Linked DNA regions of Mus musculus: regions 2 and 3 are each linked to region 1. The links are chromatin contacts, called in public HiCAR-type and HiChIP or PLAC-seq maps. All regions are on one chromosome and are shown on one strand. The core of a region is the stretch at or near the end of the contact, and the rest is flanking DNA. Distances in the headings are between cores, read along the strand shown. Region 1 holds the start of Zfp758 (zinc finger protein 758). Region 2 holds the start of Zfp945 (zinc finger protein 945). Region 3 has its middle 85 kb from the start of Zfp947.

Region 1 (3,012 bases), core at 345-2,844:
ACATGGTATGCACTCACTGATAGGTGGATATTAGTCTAGAAGCTCAGAATACCCAAGATACAGTTCACAAACCACATGAAATTCAAGAATAAGGAAGACCTAAGTGTGGATACTTTAGTCCTTCTTTGAAAGGGGAACAAAATACTCATAGAAGGAGTTACAGAGATAAAGTGTGGAGCAGAGACTGAAGGTATGACCATCCAGAGACTGTCCCACCTGGGGATCCATCCCATATACAGTCATCAAACGTAGACACTATTGTGGATGCCATCAAGTGCTTGCTGACAGAAGCCTGTTAGAGCTGTCTCCTGAGAGGCTGTGCCAGTGCCTGACAAATATACAGGTAGATCCTCGAAGTCAACCCCTGGACTGAGCACAGGGTCCCCAATGGAGGAGCTACCGAAAGGACCCAAGGAGCTGAAAGAGCTTGCAGCCCCATAGGAGAAACAATATGAACTAACCAGTATCCCGAGAGCTCCCAGAGACTAAACCACCAACCAAAGAGAACATACACATGGTGAGACTCAAGGTTCCAGCTGCATATGTAGCAGAGGATGGCCTAGTTGGTCATCAATGGGAGATGAGGCCCTTGGTCCTATGAAGGTTCTATGCCCCTGTGTAGGGGAATGCCAGGGCCAGGAAGTGGGAGTGGGTGGGTTGGGGAGCAGGGGGTGAGGCGGTGTATTCGGAGGAGAAACCAGGAAAAGGGATAACATGTGAAATATACATAAAGAAAATATCTAGTAAAAATTAGGCAATTTAAAAAATAAATCAGCATATGAAGACGCATTTCTGAATGCTTTACTTACATCCTAAACTGCATACAACTCAGACGAATAATTCATGGGCAATAAAAAGTATGCTTAGTAAATAGTAATGTTTACAATCATAGCCGTAGCATAACACAAAGTATATTTTCTCGTTCAAAAAAGTGTGCACTGGTTCTTCATATGATTACTATATACACAAAGTTCTACATAGCAGGGTAAAACGTATCCTCTTGAATAAGCAATTAGTAAAACACAGGAGTTAGAAAATATGAATAAATTTACATTCCGTAAGCTTTGTGATTGACACAATAGCAAACAGCAGATAATACAACTGGTCTATCATTTTTAATGAGTTATTTTACGACTGAATATTCTGTTAACTGGAGGATAAATGAAAAAAAACCATGATAGACCAACTGTTCATAAGATCTCAACTTCCTGACAACTGTAAGAGATCCACATCAGAACTGTGAGAGCGGCGTCCATAAAAACAGCTGCGGAAGCCCCCCCCCCCCCCCCACCTCCCCGCTCCGCTCCCTCCCGTTTCCCAGCCCCGCAGCGCCTCTGACCTGGGACCTTCCAGGGCTGCGCTGCTGACTCTCCCAGGTCCGCAGCCACAAAACAGAGTCTGAGGAGCTTTCCGGTTTCCGAAGGAAACTGGGGCCGAAAAACCAGCGCTCAGTTCGAGTACACATGGATTACACAGGTAGCAAGGGGAGTGGTGGCTTTTCACGTCATTCTGGCCTGGACATTTGGAGCTGGCGACCTAGAAGAGAACGCAGCTGGACGGACTCTACCAACGTAATTAAGGAAGTGAAAGCGGCGGGCCTGAAGGCGTTAGCGCTGTCACGTGACCGGAACCGTGGTGTCCTGGGCGGGGCTAGGGGAGCCGCTCCAAAGATCGTGGCCAGAGACTGGGAACCGCGTCCCCTTAGGTACCTGTTGGAGCCAAGTTGTCTCTACTCCCACTGCGGGCGACTTACCCTGGCCTGGTTCTTTTCGAAGGCCGTAACTCTCCTCAGATGCGGTTTCCTGTGCTGACCTGGGAGAGTCAGCCATCAGCCGCGCAGCCGGGGGCACCGCAGCCCGGCGGCCCTGGAACCTTCCAGGTCAGAGGAGCTGCGGGGCTGGGAAATGGGCTGGAGCGGAGCAGGGGCTTGTTTTCTGCAGTTGCTCTTAAGGACGCCGCGCTCACAATTATGCTGTGGATTTTTATCATTGTCAGGAGGTTTGAGATCCTATGAACTGGGTGTATCGTGCTTTGTTTGTTTGTTTGTTTGTTTTCATTTATCTTATGGTTACCAGAATGATTTCCGAAAATAGTGTCGTAGAACATTTGCAGTACTGTAGTTTGCACACGGGGTTCTCTTTGTAACAGCAGTTACAAAGCTTCTCGAACTTAGATTTCTTAACTCCCTTGACCCATCATTTGCCTACTCAGGAGAGAGTGGCTTATGGCCTGGGAAATAGGCATCCTCAGAGGGCTTTGTAGGTAGAAGTAAAAAGAGGAACCAGGGCAGACTTGACTGACTCAGAAAGTAAGGGTCCAGACTTAACCAGGATGTGATTGGAAAGAGAGAGGTGGAGTTGGACAAAGGAAGAGAAGGGAAGAGAGAATAGGGGGCAAGAGAAGAAGCGGGAGCCAAGAAAGCACCTAGCCAAAGTTGTCTCCTTTGATACTGTTTGGTTTTGGATGCCAGGACAATGGACTGAGGTGCATATTTTAAATATCAAAGCAGACCTGACCTCAGGGTTCTACCAACCTGAGAGGCCCTGCCCTCAATCCTAACTTTTCAGCCCAGGGTCCTGGTTGCCCTTCCACTAGAGGTGCCTCCCTATATAATCCAAACGTTTTGGTCTCTATCTCTCTTCCTCCTCTTCTTCTTCCTCTTCCTCCTCTACTGTGGATGGGCCTGTTCTTGTGAACCAGTCCCCTAATGAATATAGGAGCCAATCACTGGGTGAGTACATGGGACTTTCAGGTTGGACATAGGAAGAGAGTAAACAAGAGAGAGTCGGGTCCTTTTGGAACCAAGACAGCATATGGGTAAGATGTAGCTGCTTGAGTGTCCCAGTATCATGGCAGATCCACAAGGATCAACCACTAGAAGAATAAGAGTACAAGGCTTACAAGATTAGGTTTTCAGGGTTGTGCCCAGAGATTGAGTTACTATTGTTTCTGAATTAAGTTTGTGTTGCATTATCCTTCACATAGTGGCTTGCATGGGTTCAAGAAAGAAAG
Region 2 (3,012 bases), core at 256-2,755, 510 kb before region 1:
TAGAGAACAATCAGGAAAACATCTACAAACAAATTGTCCTTTTGGTAGTTTAAAAAAAATATCTGGGAGGATGCTAAACGGGCTATTTCTCTCTTCCTTCCTTCCTTCCTTCCTTCCTTCCTTCCTTCCTTCCTTCCTTCTTTCCTTCCTTCCTTCCTTTCCTTAAAGGACAAAAATTCCGTATGAAAATTCAGTGATAATGCAGAAAGATGAGGCTGTCAAATATGCAGAAAATAAGCAATGTATATGGGCACAATCATAAACAAGTCAGTTACATCATGCCATCTATAGCTCTGGGAATATTAAGGAAGAGGAAGGAGAAAGAAGTAAGGAGAAAAGATGAGATGGCCATAACATGTCATTCTCCAGATTCCATACAACTATTGTAGTCAGTGACTCAGAGCACCTGTATTTACCTGCACTGACCTCACTCAAGACTAACCCTAGCTACAATCAGTCTCCAAAGAGGAGAGGGTCACAGGACCCCACCCTGACTGTGGCAATAAGTCAGTTTTAGGAGAAGGGGAAATCACTGTGCTTAGTTGTGTCTCATCTGCTGAGACCAGCAGGTTCCAAAACATAGTTCCAAAACCAGTGTCTCACAGATGATCCTGATTAATCATGATGGGTCACAAAACAAAATGAATCGAAATGAATATGAGAAAGAGAGAGAGAGAGAGAGTGAGAGAGAGAGAGAGAGAGAAGGAGATTAGTTGGAAGTATGGGCCAGAATTGTAGGGAGTGGGGAATTACAGTGTGCACTACTTATTAAATTCAGTTTGCATATTCTATATTGTCACTACTTCCTTCAGGCATTTGCTATTGTTTTGTTGCCCACAACCATTTTGTTCCTATTTTGAGTTTATTAACATACTTTACAAACTTTGACCTTCTTGAACATGACTCTGGTTTTCAGTTCTGTATATTGGATATTTAAGCTCCTTTCCTTAGGGGATACAGATATGATTAGTGTTTAGAGGCAACAACGTTCAATTTTTGTTTTATTTTGTTTTGGGAAAAGGATCTGAGTGAGCATCAGAATTTACTCCTCTGTGTGTGTGTGTGTGTGTGTGTGTGTGTGTGTGCTGGTATTCCAAGGAGGGGAAGTTAGAATAACATATCTGATGGGATCAGAACCCATGTTGGAGGTCAGATACTGGGTGCATCATCCTATTTGATCCAATTCTGGTCAAGCCTGGCAACAAGTATAGGGGATGATGAGAGCAAAGAGCAAGTCCAGGTCTGGCAGCTGGAGCTGTGTGGCAGGCTGCCCAAAACTGAGTGGGAGGAGCTGTTCCTGATGGGTGGACACCCCTGTCTGAGCAGATGATTTAGGGGGGTGGGGGTGGGGCAAAACAAAACCAGCTGGGAAGTAAAGTAAATTAAAGTAAAACAGGCCTATAGTAAGCGGGTTTAAAGGAATCGCATAACCGGAAGTGGGCTATGTTGGGCGGGTACAGGAGGAGCTTCTCTAAGAAAACAAGCGTGAGTGACAGGAAATTCCACCTTTCCCTGAAGAACTCAGGGAGCCGCACGGTCTGGAAGTGGGGTTGGAAGAACCCGGCCGTGTATTAGGGTACCCGAAAACTTCCTTAAGACTCAGGTGCCTCTGGGAGCATTTTGGAAGCGTCAGCAGCCCGGCAGCGGGAACCTCCCAGGTCAGAGGGGCTGGGGGGCTGGGAAAAGGGTGGGAGCGGAGAAGCAGGGGTGTGTTTTCCTCCGCGGCTCTTAAGGACGCCGCTTTCATAATTCTGCCATGGTTATCTTAGCGTTGTCGGGAAGTTTGAGATCCTATGAACTGGGGGTTTATCGTGATGTTTTCGTTTATCTTATGGTTGCCAGAATATTTTCCGAAAATAATCTCGTAGAGCATTTGCAGAATCTGCAGTTCGCACGCAGAGCTCTCTTTGCTCCAGCAGTTACAAAGCTCCTCGAATTCAAATTCACTCATGCTTTCTTAACACCCCTGTTCCACCATTTCCTATTCAAGAGAGTGGCCATTGGCCCGGAGAATGGGCATCCTCGGAGAGTTTTGCAGATATTAGTCATCTGAAGAACCAGTTGAGATTTGATTGAGTCAGAAAATATACATGACTAAGCACCATAGTTAGAGCTGTGAACTTTAAATATTACTGGGCAAAGCTTTACTCCCCGTTTTGCTTTGGTTTTGGTTTTGGTTTCCATCTTAGATGTGCACACTCTGTGATGTAAATACTGCAGTCAGAAATGTGTCTTTATATGTTGAGTTACAACTGAAAACTGAGGACGTGACTGCTCTAAGGTATGGTTGAGGAGAAAATTTATTGTAAGTTATGTTAATCCTGAGATTTGCCTGAGACAAATCAGTACCACCATTTGGGCAAGTATTATTAAATATTAAATACTGACCAAGCTATGGACTTTGGCCTCATGCTACAGGAGTTTATAAAGACAAACCTGCATACATTCCCATGAGAGTTTGTTACTTTTCCAAGAACTACAACTCCCAGCATTTTAGGAAGTTATTTGGTTCTTGGGTAGGTAGTGCTTACATGTTAATTTTGGGCTTCACAGTATGAGAGAACAGAGGTATCTGGAAGGGTCCAAACTTAACCTGGCCGTGACTTGGGGGGTTGAAAGGGGGAGTTAGGGAATAGGAGGCTCCCAAGAGAGGAAACAGGTGCCAAGGAAACAGTTATCCAAAGATGTCCACTATGATATATTAATAGGCACCTCAGTTAGCCATTTTTCCTAAGCTCCTTTGATATCTAACAAGGCCAGACCAGCATGCATGCTGTGGAAGGGCAATGTCAAGCCACCTTATTGTTATAGATAGAAAACTCACTCTAAATTAAATAAAATTAGAAAGCCCTTTTTGAATAATTATGATTGCTCACTTACATCAGAAACGTGTCTCCTTAGTTCAAGAAAAGCACATGTGGCCAAACTGTTCATTATTTCATGGTCTGTTGATATTGAATTCTGTGACTATGGACTTCTTACCTAGACCCTGCAGTCAGGGCTTTTTTTCAG
Region 3 (3,012 bases), core at 190-2,689, 280 kb after region 1:
TCTTCCATGTTTTTCATATGCAAAGTGCATTGAAACCAAACACATTGAGTGAAATTCTCACTGTCACACTCACTCCAGTGTGTGTGGGACCTAGGCAGCTCCATGGTTCTGAACAGAGGAGGACGTGGTCATGTGTCTCATAGATTTGTGAAAAGTCCCAACAGTGCCACATAGTACCTCTGGGCAAGACCCTCTCTTAATCACCTTTCCCATCCCTTGTTACATTTTCATCCTATTCATCCCACTCATGTTTCATGTATGTTTTGAAGCAGGTTTTGTATTGGTAGCAAGGCTGTCATGTATCCATAATTACAACTGTGCTGGTATATGACAGTATGGATTTCCATAACCCTTCCTCCAGCTTTTACCACCTTTCACCCCCCCCCCCCCACACACACACATCATTCATTATACTCAGTAGTCTCTCAAATGACAATTTTTTGTTGCAAACTATGTTTGTATGATTTATTAGGCTTTCAAGCAGCACCAGGCTATGGTGTAAGTAGAATCATTTCAAGGCAATTCCAGTATATATATATAATCAGGGATAGGTTCTGTCTTGGGCCTGTGATCTTTCCAGTCATTACCTTTTGGCTGGTTTCTAATACCAGCTATGCATTTCCTTTGTGGCTGACCTCAGACCAAACCAGAAAGTCTTCTCTTACTTAAAAGTTGTCTTGGGACTGTTGTGCTGGTGAGCCTACTTTGCTGGACATGTTTGTTTTGCAGCACTAGCTAGCATTCAGTATCTGAGGACAATAGCTCATGAGTTGTTTGCCCAGTAGCTTACAAGGCCCTGTTAGCAATTTGAATTCTACACCACAATGAGTGGTCTGCTGATTTCTCAGCATATTCTCCAGCAATGTATAAAACCAAGTGATATTTTCTTGTAGTTTTATATAGCTTATTAAGAGTATTATCAGAATGGAGCTTTCTTGTGAAATGTTTATAGTTTTTGAATTGAATAATCATGTTTCCCAAATTATGTAATTTGGGAAAAACTGCATCCTTGTTTTCTCTTCTTCTTCTTCTTTTTTTTTTTTTTTTTTTTTTTTTTTTTTTTGGCATATGAAGAGCAATTTTATTGGCGGGGACATTCACAGACACATTTAAGCATCGTTTGCATACGCATTCATGAATACATACGTATATATGAACGGGGAGGGACTACAGGGATGGCGGTTCCATCTTCGCGGTCACATGCGACCCTCCTCTCTCCCAAAGGCGGCCTTTTCAAGGCCTTCTCCTTGCACCTTGGGGTGTCCGTCCGGCGGGGCGGGGTTGGTGGGGGTCGCAGAGACACCTTGACCACCGCATCCACATCTGTGTGCGTGCGTGCATGCGTTGGCGGCTGTGACCTCGCTCCGTGGCTGTGGGCGGTGGCAGTGACCTCACTCTGCGGCTGCGGTGAACGGTCACAGTTCTGCAGCGGGGAACACCGGCGGGCCTCAAGTCACGCGGCGGCGGCGGGGGGAACCGGGGACCCCGGAAACAGCTGCGGGCCGAGGAAGCCCCGTCTGTGCGCGGCAGAGCCTGTCATGGCAGCAGAGCCCGCCCGCTTCTCCCGTGCAGGGCCCGGGAAGGCTGCGTACGCGGCGGTAGAGGCACAAGGAGGCAGAGGGACCTCAGCAGGGCCATGTGCGGGCGGCGGAGGCCGGGTCCCCCCGCAGGGGAGACGGCGGCGAACCGGGAAAGTCCGCGGAGCTGTGAGCACATCCCTTGTTTTCTTTTTTGGTTCATGGAAAATGTTCTAAGTGTTACTTGCTCTTTGTAAGCACTCATACACTGTTATGAGTTAGTGTGAAGCTATTGCACGTCCTTTTCTTTCTTCTGAATACAGTGGAATGATGGAGACTGTGTTCAAATTATGTAACGATTAGTTAGAATGTTGACTATATCTTGATTATGCTGAGGTATATTCCTTCTGTTCTCATATTCTTCAGTGCTTTCATAGTGAACCCGTGTGACATTTTGCCCCAGACGTTTTATGGATGTGTTGACAGGGTGGTGTGTCTTCCCTCACTGGTTTACATATTTTGTGCTTTGAATTATTTGTGTTGTGGATCTTGAAACAGTCTTACATTGTTGGTATGAAATCAACTCGTTCCCTTTCTGTATCCATTAAAGAGAATCTGCTTGTTAATGTAAATCCTTGCAACTACTCTATAACTTTTTCCTTTGTAATTTGTTTTTGTTCATCTGTTTTTTTAAGTCAAGGTAAAGTCAGCTTTGTGTGATGACTGTCTTAACACCCTCTTTCTTTCATTATTCTGCATATTCTGGAATATCCCCTGTTTAAGATTATTACAGGGTTTCTAAAAGAATTGGAGATTTCATTGCTGAGTCTGTGTAGTCCGCAGACATTGTTAGTGGAGATACTGTGTCAGGACTTGCTCATTGCCTGACCTAGTTTTATGACATAAACGTTGATAGTCACTTTTTTTTCTAGAAAAATCGTCCTTTTCCGCTTTGATTCTCATTAATTTTGTATGACTTTCCACAGCATGCCATCCATCTACTATTTCCCATTGTCACACTAAACTACTTGGGCAGTGGCATAGAAAGAGACCATCCAAGTGGCTGTTAAATGTCTGGAGAAGTATTTGATATGAGAGAAACGTAGGGTCAATATAATACATAAAAAGAGTTACATATATGCTACTATCAACACAACTTTGTGTAGTAATACTATGTCAACATTCAGAATGAGTTCTTATTTTTAGACATATATAATTTGTATGCCTGTGTGTGAATGTATATATGTATAAGTATATATAAGAGGAGACCCATGTCACACATTTTTACTTTCATGTGGAATTACAAGGGTTATCATCATAGGGGAAATCTGTAGCAGCCAGGAACTGTTTCATTTTACAATGGCACTATCATAATGGGTATTATTGCACTGAAAATTATGTTTTCCCGTGGAGCCATGAAGATTAAATAACATATGGAATAAAATATACTCAGGCAAAAGATGATATAGAATGAGTTCTTTATAAATCTGTGTGT

The links. HiCAR-type assays count read pairs that join an accessible place to other places. HiChIP or PLAC-seq counts read pairs in DNA pulled down with a chosen protein or histone mark.
Region 2: an H3K27ac HiChIP or PLAC-seq map of the NIH/3T3 cell line shows a contact between it and region 1, with 6 times the contacts expected there. The contact joins the promoter of Zfp945 here to the promoter of Zfp758 in region 1. A contact is called at or near these places in 16 of 39 promoter capture datasets (the 3T3-L1 cell line, 3T3-L1-derived adipocytes, the C10 cell line and 10 more), 5 of 484 Hi-C or Micro-C datasets (CD8 T cells, Sertoli cells, cardiomyocytes and 2 more), 4 of 115 datasets of contacts at active chromatin or transcription factors (the NIH/3T3 cell line, astrocytes, embryonic stem cells and 1 more) and 2 of 9 other capture datasets (adipose tissue and macrophages).
Region 3: a HiCAR-type map of fibro-adipogenic progenitors shows a contact between it and region 1, with 4 times the contacts expected there. The contact joins the enhancer-like site here to the promoter of Zfp758 in region 1. A contact is called at or near these places in 5 of 115 datasets of contacts at active chromatin or transcription factors (bone marrow-derived macrophages, embryonic stem cells, fibro-adipogenic progenitors and 2 more) and 1 of 9 other capture datasets (embryonic stem cells).

Annotation. Positions count from the first base shown.
Region 1 is chr17:22,360,035-22,363,046 of GRCm38.p6, reverse strand. Zfp758 (zinc finger protein 758) reads right to left here and starts at 1,594. Exons shown (of 3, transcript NM_001347330.1): 1 at 1,340-1,594. The coding sequence starts at 1,465. Zfp944 (zinc finger protein 944) reads left to right here and starts at 1,647. Exons shown (of 6, transcript NM_176962.4): 1 at 1,647-1,879.
Region 2 is chr17:22,865,627-22,868,638 of GRCm38.p6, reverse strand. Zfp945 (zinc finger protein 945) reads left to right here and starts at 1,505. Exons shown (of 5, transcript NM_001110254.1): 1 at 1,505-1,658.
Region 3 is chr17:22,079,703-22,082,714 of GRCm38.p6, reverse strand. No RefSeq gene overlaps it. Among named protein-coding and RNA genes, the nearest start is that of Zfp947, 85 kb to the left of the region's middle. Within about 2 kb of position 1,439, at least 148 of the 459 cell types and tissues checked have an H3K27ac peak or open chromatin away from gene starts, as enhancers often do. A contact at or near this core is called in embryonic stem cells and fibro-adipogenic progenitors, where this site is marked.